Regions from separate parts of the Bos taurus genome. Here region 2 is linked to region 1. A link is a contact called in public Hi-C data. All regions are on one chromosome and are shown on one strand. The core of a region is the stretch at or near the end of the contact, and the rest is flanking DNA. Distances in the headings are between cores, read along the strand shown. Region 1 has its middle 14 kb from the start of GAS6. Region 2 has its middle 20 kb from the start of C12H13orf46.

What was found. Hi-C and Micro-C count contacts between places; a contact is called where the count stands out from the background.
Region 2: a Hi-C map of liver shows a contact between it and region 1, with 3 times the contacts expected there. The contact joins two enhancer-like sites. A contact is called at or near these places in 2 of 11 Hi-C or Micro-C datasets (liver and skeletal muscle).

The regions. Positions count from the first base shown.
Region 1 is chr12:86,850,781-86,855,113 of ARS-UCD2.0, forward strand. No RefSeq gene overlaps it. Among named protein-coding and RNA genes, the nearest start is that of GAS6, 14 kb to the left of the region's middle. Within about 2 kb of position 1,796, at least 3 of the 102 cell types and tissues checked have an H3K27ac peak or open chromatin away from gene starts, as enhancers often do. A contact at or near this core is called in liver, where this site is marked.
Region 2 is chr12:86,885,528-86,889,860 of ARS-UCD2.0, forward strand. No RefSeq gene overlaps it. Among named protein-coding and RNA genes, the nearest start is that of C12H13orf46, 20 kb to the right of the region's middle. Within about 2 kb of position 2,069, at least 22 of the 102 cell types and tissues checked have an H3K27ac peak or open chromatin away from gene starts, as enhancers often do. A contact at or near this core is called in liver, where this site is marked.

The DNA of each region.
Region 1 (4,333 bases), core at 546-3,045:
CGGCTGTCTCTCCGGGGGTTTCTCGCTGTTTCAGCGGCTCTTTTGCTGTCTTCTGGTCCAGGCCAGGCCAGACACTGGGCTGGGCCCAGGGAGGGGGTCAGGCGTGGCCCAGGGCACCTTGGGAGGCATGCCCACACACTGGGGCCAGAGGATGGGGCCCAAACCGTCAGGAACTTGGCTGCCCTCCGCCCGAGGGAGTGTCTGTGCCCAAGAGTGGAGGCAGGGTGTGTGGGGGGAGCAGAGGCCGGATGGAGAGGTGGGCTGGGACCCTGCACTGGGGCCATGACAGCTCCCCTGGATGAACTTGACTGAGGCTACAAGCATGTGAAGTGTTCATGGGAGCTGGCTGCCCGGAAGCCTTCCTTCCCAGGGGTCTGCAGTGACCCCTGACCCCCAGGCCCCCTTGCCCACCCGCCCACCCACCCACCCGCGGGAGCACCTGTATCGGCAGGAAGTCCTGAAGCTCAGCTCTGAATGTGCGCGTGGCTGTGACCGCCATTCTGGCCCTGAGTCCCCGACCCCCAGGCTCACCGTCCTCGTCCCGGGTGGGGGTGGGGGTGGAACCACACGAGCTCTGGGCGTCGGTCGAGTCCACGGTACAGGGTCAGCTCCCGCCTGCAGCCCGAACACGAGCTCTGGGCGTCGGTCGAGTCCGCAGTCAGGGTCAGCTCCCTGCAGCCCTGAGGCCTCCCTGACTCCGACCTGCCTGCCTCCCTCCTTCCCTCGTCAGGACTCTGAGGTTACACTCGCCCCGGGGCCATTGGTACCGTCGCCCGCTTCAGAGCCTCCACGTCCACAGTCCTATTGGCCACAAGGGTGCATTCGCAGATCGGGGGTGGATTGGAAACCCCGAACAGCTTTGCACCAGGTGAGCAGACGCCTCCCCAGGGTGCCCTTGGACTCAGGGGCTCCCAGGCTCCATCAGGCAGTTTTGCTGAGATTCTGTGCCAGCGTGAACGGTTCGAAACAATGTCATGATAAACAGTTGTGTCATCAGCCGCTGATAAGACATGCAGCCATAGTTCCTGTGAGAAGTGACCTTTCAGACAGACATTCATGCGCTGGGGCTGCCCCCGCATCTGTGGCCATCTAGAGATGGGATTCTGGGCCCTGGATCCACCCGTGCTCCAGGGCGGGGTGGGCTTGGGGACTTCAGGGTCAGGGTCATGGTGCAGCTGCCACCGCCTCTCCCTGGGGGATCACGTGTGAGAGGCTCGGGGCCCGTCAGCTGTGCCCCCCAAGTCCTGCAGCCCCAACCCCGTCCTCACCTGGACCCTCTCCCAGGCTTCTTGCGTCCATTCATTGAGTTGACGATTATTTACCAAGTTCACATCATCGTCCTCCAGGAACCATGGGAGATGTGGAGATGAGAGGCACAAAATAAATTAAAAATTTAAATATAGGGCCTTTTGCAAAGAACTTACCTTCTTCAATGGGGCAGATCTTGGCCAATAAATTGTCCAGATGACACACCTGGAGTGTGGGCTCTGACAGTGGTGTGAGAGGTGGCTCTGGGGAGGCGGCTTCCTCCCACCTGGGGTGGGCCTGGGGGAGGAGATGAGCCTGGGGGGGCGCTCCAGCTGCAGCCTGAGAGGATGCATGGGGCGTGTGCCCTGAGTGGGGACTGAGGCTGGGGCTGGAGGCAGGGGTCTGGGGGAGACCTCGGGCGTCTCCAAAGTGACTTACCTGAAGGAGCCCCTTGTGGCTCCTGAGTCTGACCGGCTTACCCCATGAGCACTGGAGCCCAGCCACAGCCCGTGGACGCGCCTCTCACATGGTCATGGTGAGGGCTTCGGCTGAGGACGAAGGGGTTGTCAGCAGGACAAGCTTGCTGCCAGCCGGTTCACTGACCAGAGGGTCAGTGTGGCACGCAGGAGCTCTGCTCGCCAAACCCTTCCATGTTTCAGCGGAAGGGAACTCATAGGACGAGCATCCACTAGCCCAGCCTTTTATCTGCCTTGGACTTGAGGACAGCTAGAAGCGGTGTGTCAGCTTGAGGAGCTGAGAGGAACGGACCGTTGACCTCTGGCATCTGCTGAGATGCTTGTCATCTTTCTTGAAATATTGCAGCAGCTGCCTCTCCACCCCGCGCTGGGGAATTAGGGAGCAATGATGGCAACCCACTCCAGTATTCTTGCCTGGAGAATCCCAGGGATGGGGGAGCCTGGTGGGCTGCTGTCTCTGGGGTCACACAGAGTCGGACACAACTGACGCGACTCAGCAGCAACAGCAGCAGCGTCTCGCCTTGTTTCCCATCTTAAGAGAAAACTGTTTGCTGTTTCACTGTTATCATTATATTAAGTGTTAGATTCTTCAAATGCCCTTTATCACCTGAAGCAACTATCCTCTATTTTGCTGAGTTCTTCTATTGCGGGTTCATCTAGTTTGCTGGGTTTTTAAAATCATGCATGTCGAATTTTGTCAAAGGCTTTCTGTACATGTGTCTCCACACATCTCAGTGACCTTATGGATTAATTTTTTCTATAATCCTGTAAACAACAGAAATTGATTTTTAATTAAATTTTTAATCTTTGAGGTAATTGAAGATTCAGGCTCAGTTGTAAACAGTAAAGCAGAGAGACTGCCGTGCCCTCTTCTGCATTCCCCTCCAGCGGTAACATTGTGGACAGTGTCGCAGCCGGGGCTCCGAGGGTGAGGTAGGCCAGCGGAGGCCGGTGCACGGAGGGCAGTGGGGGCCGGGGTGCGGAGGGCGGCAGAGGCTGGCGGGGCCTGGGGCACAGAGGGCGGCGGGCCGGGGCGGCGGGGACCGGGGTGCGGAGGGCAGCGGGGCCGGGGTGCGGAGGCCGGGGCGCCGGGGGCGCCGGGGGCGGCAGAGCCAGAGAACAGCTCCGTCTTCACAAGGGTCCAGCGGCTGCCTGCTCTCTGTGGCGCTGCGGTACCTGTGAGCACTTGGTCTTCTGCTGTATCGGGAATCTCTCCTCGTTATGTTTGGCAAGACGGGCTCACGGGGGCTGCTGCCATGCAGTGGAGCCTGTTCTCCTCTATACCTTTTATACTTGAAGGAAATGACTGCTCTTTGGTCAAGTGTACAGAAAACTTCCCCCATTTTTCTTTATTATGTTTATTTCAAAAGGCTGCTTGTGTGCGAAAGAGTTCTGTCCATACATATAACAAATGTAAAGTATTATTGTTGGGTGTAGGATGCGTGTGGGCGTGCTAAGTTGCTTCAATCGTGTCTGACTCTGTGTCCCAGCCAACTCTAGCCCACCAAGCTCCTCTGTCCTTGGGATTTCCCAGGCGAGAATACTGGTGAGGGTTGCCATTCGCTCCCCCGGGGACCTTCCCGACCCAGGGATGGGACCCACGTCTCTTTACCACTAGCACCACCCAGGAAGCCCCGGCTGTACGGGTATCATCTGACAGAGTTCAAAATGAAGCTATTAATGTATTAGCCTTTTCTCCAGTGCTCTGGATTTGTATCCAGAGAGGTGACCAGGTCTCCCTTAGAGCAGCCTCTTTTCCTTTCAAGATTGTAGAGCTGTAGAAACGTGACAGCAGAAAAACCATGTTTCCATCTGTTGCTTCCCTTCTTTCCTTTCTTCTTTCAAATCCAATCCTTGCTTCATCTGAAATGTATTCTAATACATGGGATGAAGAATAAAGTGTAGGAATTTTGCTTTACCCGGATGGATAGTTTGTTCAATGATTTATCACTTAAATATCTTATTTTGACTCCTCAGTGTTAGCCTTTTCTTTTAAGTGTTGCTATACCTGTTTCACAGATGAAGTATCTGACACCAAGTTAAATAAGTTATTCAAGGTCTCAGAGCTAAAAACTTTGTGAGGCCAGAGTCGAATCAGGTTTGCAGGCTCCAGGGCTACCCTCATCCCCTTTTCTAGCTGAAAACCCTGTCTGATGTCAGAGCTCTGCAGGTCCTCAGGACCCCATCTCTTGGGCGACTGGTTTAGAAGAGCCGCCGGCAGCACAGACGTCTGTGGTTTCGGGTCTGATCTGCCTTGTAGGAGACATTGTTCTTAAACGAGTGTCCTTGTGGCCTGAGACAGCTGAACGTCCTTGGATGACCTAAGGCAGGTCATCCTTCACCAGATTTGGCTTCAGAACCCCCTGACAAGACTCTGGAGTTGATTGCGGAATCACGTATTACCATCTGAGATGCACCAATTGGATTCAGATGGAAAAGTTGGAAGAAATAGGAAGACTCCTGCCTCAGAGAGTTGGCTGGCAGCAAGGACGTTCCTTCCCTCTACCCGCACTTGTGTGGTGGGAGAAGGGTGCTGTGCTGAGAGATGAGAGATAGAGAGCAGTCGGCTTGGCTGATGGGCGGAGCCTGGGGGAGCGCTGATCCTCGCA
Region 2 (4,333 bases), core at 819-3,318, 35 kb after region 1:
CCCTCTCCACCTGCTCACAGAATCAGCGGGCCTCCCTCTCCCCGACCCCAACCCCCAGTCTTGCCTGGGGTCCTAGTACGGGAAGGCCCTTCCTTGCTTCCCTGGGGCCTCAGCTCCAGGTCAGGACCCAGTCCTCAGGCATGATGCTGCCGGGAGCCTCCGCCCCAGGACCTCCAGCTGCTTGGAGGGAAAGTGGAAAACAGCTCCCAAAAGCCGCCTTTGGCCCCGGGCCACTGTTTTCTCTCCTAGCAAACTTGGCCCCCATGCGCTGTTTGACCAGTAAAGGTTTGGCCTCTGTCTGCCTGCTGCAAAGCGCAGCCCGGCCGAGGCCAGAACAAACAAAGCCTTGGGGGGCTGGCTTCTGGCCCGGCAGCCTGCCTCTTTCCACAGCCCTTGCTTTTGCTGGATTTCAGACTGTCCTCTTAAATCTCTCCCAGAAGATCCAGCTTCTTCCCCTTTAGCGAGGAAAGGGTTGGGAGCCTGATCTCCCAGACATCTGTCTCTCAGCAGCCAAACTGGGGGTGCTGTTGGCCCCGCCGCCTGCTTTCTGTTGCCGTGGCAACTGCTGTTTGCGGTAAACTGCACTCAGGAGGCTCGGGGCTCCTGTTGGCTGTGAGCTGCTGGAGGCCTGGACGCGCGTTTGTTTTCACATCTTCTCTTTGCTCCCCCGGAGAAGTACCTGGCACGGAGGGCTACGCCTCGGCTGCACAAGCGTGCACACAGCCGTGGAGCGCCCTCTCCACGCCAGGCCTGGCGCCAAAGGTCAGCTGAAACTCAGCAACTTTGCAAACTGTGATCACAATCGGAAAAGCCCCTTGCTGCATGGAATTTGCACAAATGACTAGCTTCCTAAAACCCAGCAGGGCTGTGCAGGACGAGCTGGTGAAGGCAGGACTGCAACCCGCGTGAAGCTCCTTAGTGCTTGCGGAAAAGACACTCACCCGCAATAGGTTTCCACCAGGTTCAGAGGATTTTTCAAGAGCTCAGAGTTGGAAAACACAGACACAAGTGCCAGGAAGTGTGGGTCCGTCAGGGACAAGCCCTGGGTGGGGATGGGGAGTTGGGGCTGGGGGGGTGGGGAGTGGGGGTGGGGTGGTGAGCGGGAAGGGAAGCAGGATTCATGGTAGGGACTCCCTGTCCTGCACTCAGCCCCTGCTGCTTGCAGAGCCCATGTTTGTCCAGGCCAGAGTCCAGCATGTCTCAGCCCTGAGCCGCCAGGCAGGCTCCAGGGTCCTGGCTTGGGACTGCGGCCCTGGACTCTGCATTCTCCTCGTAGCCGGCCAGGCCCCAGGGTGACGGCTCAGCCCCAAGGGAGCAGCTCTGGCTGATCACAGGCTTCACAGCTTAAGATTCCGTCGACTCAGTGCCTCCCCGTTAGCAGCTGGGGGTCAGTCGAGGCTGTGCTGGGCTCCGAGAGCTGCAAGGCCACCTTCGGGGATCCTCTCTTCCCAGCACGGGCGGCCTGACCTCGGGGCCCACACCCAACAGCACAGCGTCTCCGGCCCCGCCTGCCTCCGGCCCAGCCTTCCCTTGCCTTCCCTTTGGCCCGGCTGGTGCAGTGGCCCACTTCTACAGAACAGGAGCCCCGCCTTAATCCCACCCGCCAAGTCCTTGGCCCCGGTGAGGTGATGTCCCCTTCGGTCCGAGGGTTCAGATACAGGTGCCTCGGGGGAGGGGTCTCCACGCAGCCCACCTTGACGCTTGCTCCAGGAATGCAGTCTCCCCTCCTATCTCCACCCTGGCTCAGCCAGCCCCGTGGCCAGCACCTTCCTGGTGGCCCTCACCTGCCACCCCATCCCTTCTGGACGCTCAGCTGCCCTACAGCAGAGCCTTCCTGAACACAGCACCAGCCTCAGCCTTGCACGTGTGTGCTCAAGATGGGGCAACCTCCCAGAGTGGGGCGGGGACACCCCTGAGGGAGGCAGGACCAGGGTCTCTGCAGGCCCTGGTGAGAGGCCTGGAGGCTGCCTCAGTTTCCCGAGCTGTGAACGGGCACGAGCACAGGAGGCAGGGTCAGGCCCCAACCGACCTCACAGCTGCTGGCCAGCTCGTGTGCTGCGTGGCCCTGGCCAGTGTGCTGACCTCTCCATGGCCCCAGCCATGGACAGCACAGAGCGAATGGCAGTGCCTGTTCCAGAAGTGTCACACAAGCACCGAATGGGTCATCCACTGAGGTGCTGGTGAGTGTTGGGTGAGAGTCACTGTGGGGGAGAGGCCAGGGTCTCAAGGAGCAGGTGTCAGGTGAGGAGGCCAGGCAGGGGAGGCCAGGTGTGGGAGGCCAGGTATAGGAAGCCAGGTATAGGAGGCCAGGTGGGAGAAGCCAGGTGTGGGAGGCCAGGCAGAGGAGGCCAGGTGTGGGGGGCCAGGTGTGGGAGGCCAGGTGTGAGAGGCCAGGCAGGAGAGGCCAGGTATAGGAAGCCAGGTATAGGAGGTCAGGTGGGAGAAGCCAGGTGTGGGAGGCCAGCCGTGGGAGGCCAGGCAGAGGAGGGCAGGTATAGGAGGCCAGGTGTGGGCGGCTAGGTGTGGGAGGTCAGGTGTGATAGGCCAGGTATGGGAGGCTGGCCCGAGTTTCTCAGGAAGAACGTTTTCAGGCTCTGGGGGGAGGGCTGCCTTCCAGGCAAGTAGCTGTATGTTCTGGACTCTCCCAGGGCACCCATGAGCTGAGGATGCCGCAGACTTGGGGTACAGGGCCTGCTGCCCACCTGCTCCCCGTGTGAGGGGAAGACTGAGCTGGAGCCTCAGGCCCCTGGAAGCTTGCCTGCCCTTCCTTCCTTCCTTAGGATCACAGTGGTGTCCCCAACCTGGACCCGCAGCTGCCCTGCTGGCTGGCCTGGAGGCCCCCATCTCCTCCGTGGGGAGAGGGTGCCCTTGCTCTCTATGTTCCTACAGCACATCTTTTCAGCTTTCTCAGTGATGCCTGGAATCTCCCCTGTGAGCTGTCGTTTTTGAATGGGTGCCCCCACCTGTCCCACTCCCCACTGGGTCAGGGAAAACACAAGCTGAGCCTGGAATATCTTGTGGGGCCAGAAAGCCAGGAAATGTTCCCCAATTTAATTAATTAGGAAAGTAAGAGCCTGTAGCAGACACAGGGCACACCCTGGGAGTGCGGCCAGCAGCCACAGACAGACGCCGTGAGCAGCAGACTCGGGCTGGCGTATTGTCACCCAGAGTGGCACGTGTGTGCGAGCCGGGCCAGTGGAAACAGCCGCCTGTGTAAACAAGCAAACAGGGACGAGGACAGCGCCGCTTTCAGGAAACCTTCCCTAGATAAGTGACAGGGAAAGAGGGAAAGAGAAGGTCATCTGGGTGAGCCCACTCCAGCTGCGGAGGCTCACAGAGCAAGAGGGCAGACGTCCGCAGGCACGCAGAGCCTTGCACGCCCCTCTGGAGTCACCTCATGGCGTCGGTGTGGCTCCCACGGCTCTGTCTTCACATCCACAATGCAGCCAGCTTGTTCTCCATGGCAGGGGGGTGGGGGTGGGGGATGGGTGGTGTCTGAGCGTGCTGGGGGCTGCCCAGGGACTGTCCCTGTGACAAGCAGAACCCTCACCCAGGGAGCCAGCCGCTGGTCTAGAGGGACCCGGCAGATGGTCAGCTGGGCAGGTGGTGAGCTGGATCGGTAGTCAGCTGGGTTAAGTAGTTAGAAGGGCTAGGTAGTTGGTATGGAACATGGTCAGCTGGGTAGGTGGTCAGCTGGATTGAGAAGTAAGGTGGGTTAGGTTATTAGCGGGGTCAGGTAGTCAGCTGAGTCAGCTGTAGGTTAAGTGAGCACCCCTGCAGGGGCCGTGGTGTCTGAGCTGCCCTGCTTCATCCTGTCCTGTCCTGTCGGGCCAGAGGTGTGACTGGGGCCAGGATCACGTGTGTCAGCAGCTGGGCTGCAGGCTGTCCTGGGACTTGTCAGACCCACACCCAGTGCCCCTCCCCGCCCGCCGCTCAGCGGCCCGGGTGATGCCGGAGCCGCCCCGGCAGGACCCTCAACTATTCCGGTGAAAACAGAGGAGCCAGGGCTGGTGTTCCAGGCCAGGGAAGTCCCTGGTTTGGGGGGCACAGACCAGGCTGGAGGTTTCCAGGCCGGTGGACGCTGACTGGGGCACACATCCCCAGAAGCCCCGGGAAATGAGGTCAGAGCTCCACGCTTGGAGGAGGGTCTGGGTGAGACCCTTTCATTCCGGGAGAGCTGGGAGGCAGGCCTGCGTCTAGGGCTGGGGCCAGTGATCGTGGACCCCGAGCAGGGCTCACACACGGGATGGGGTGGGGACCAGAGAAGCAGCCCTGGGATGGCGGGCAGTACTGGTCACTGAAGGAAGCCGGAGTCTTACTCCTGGCCCACGTG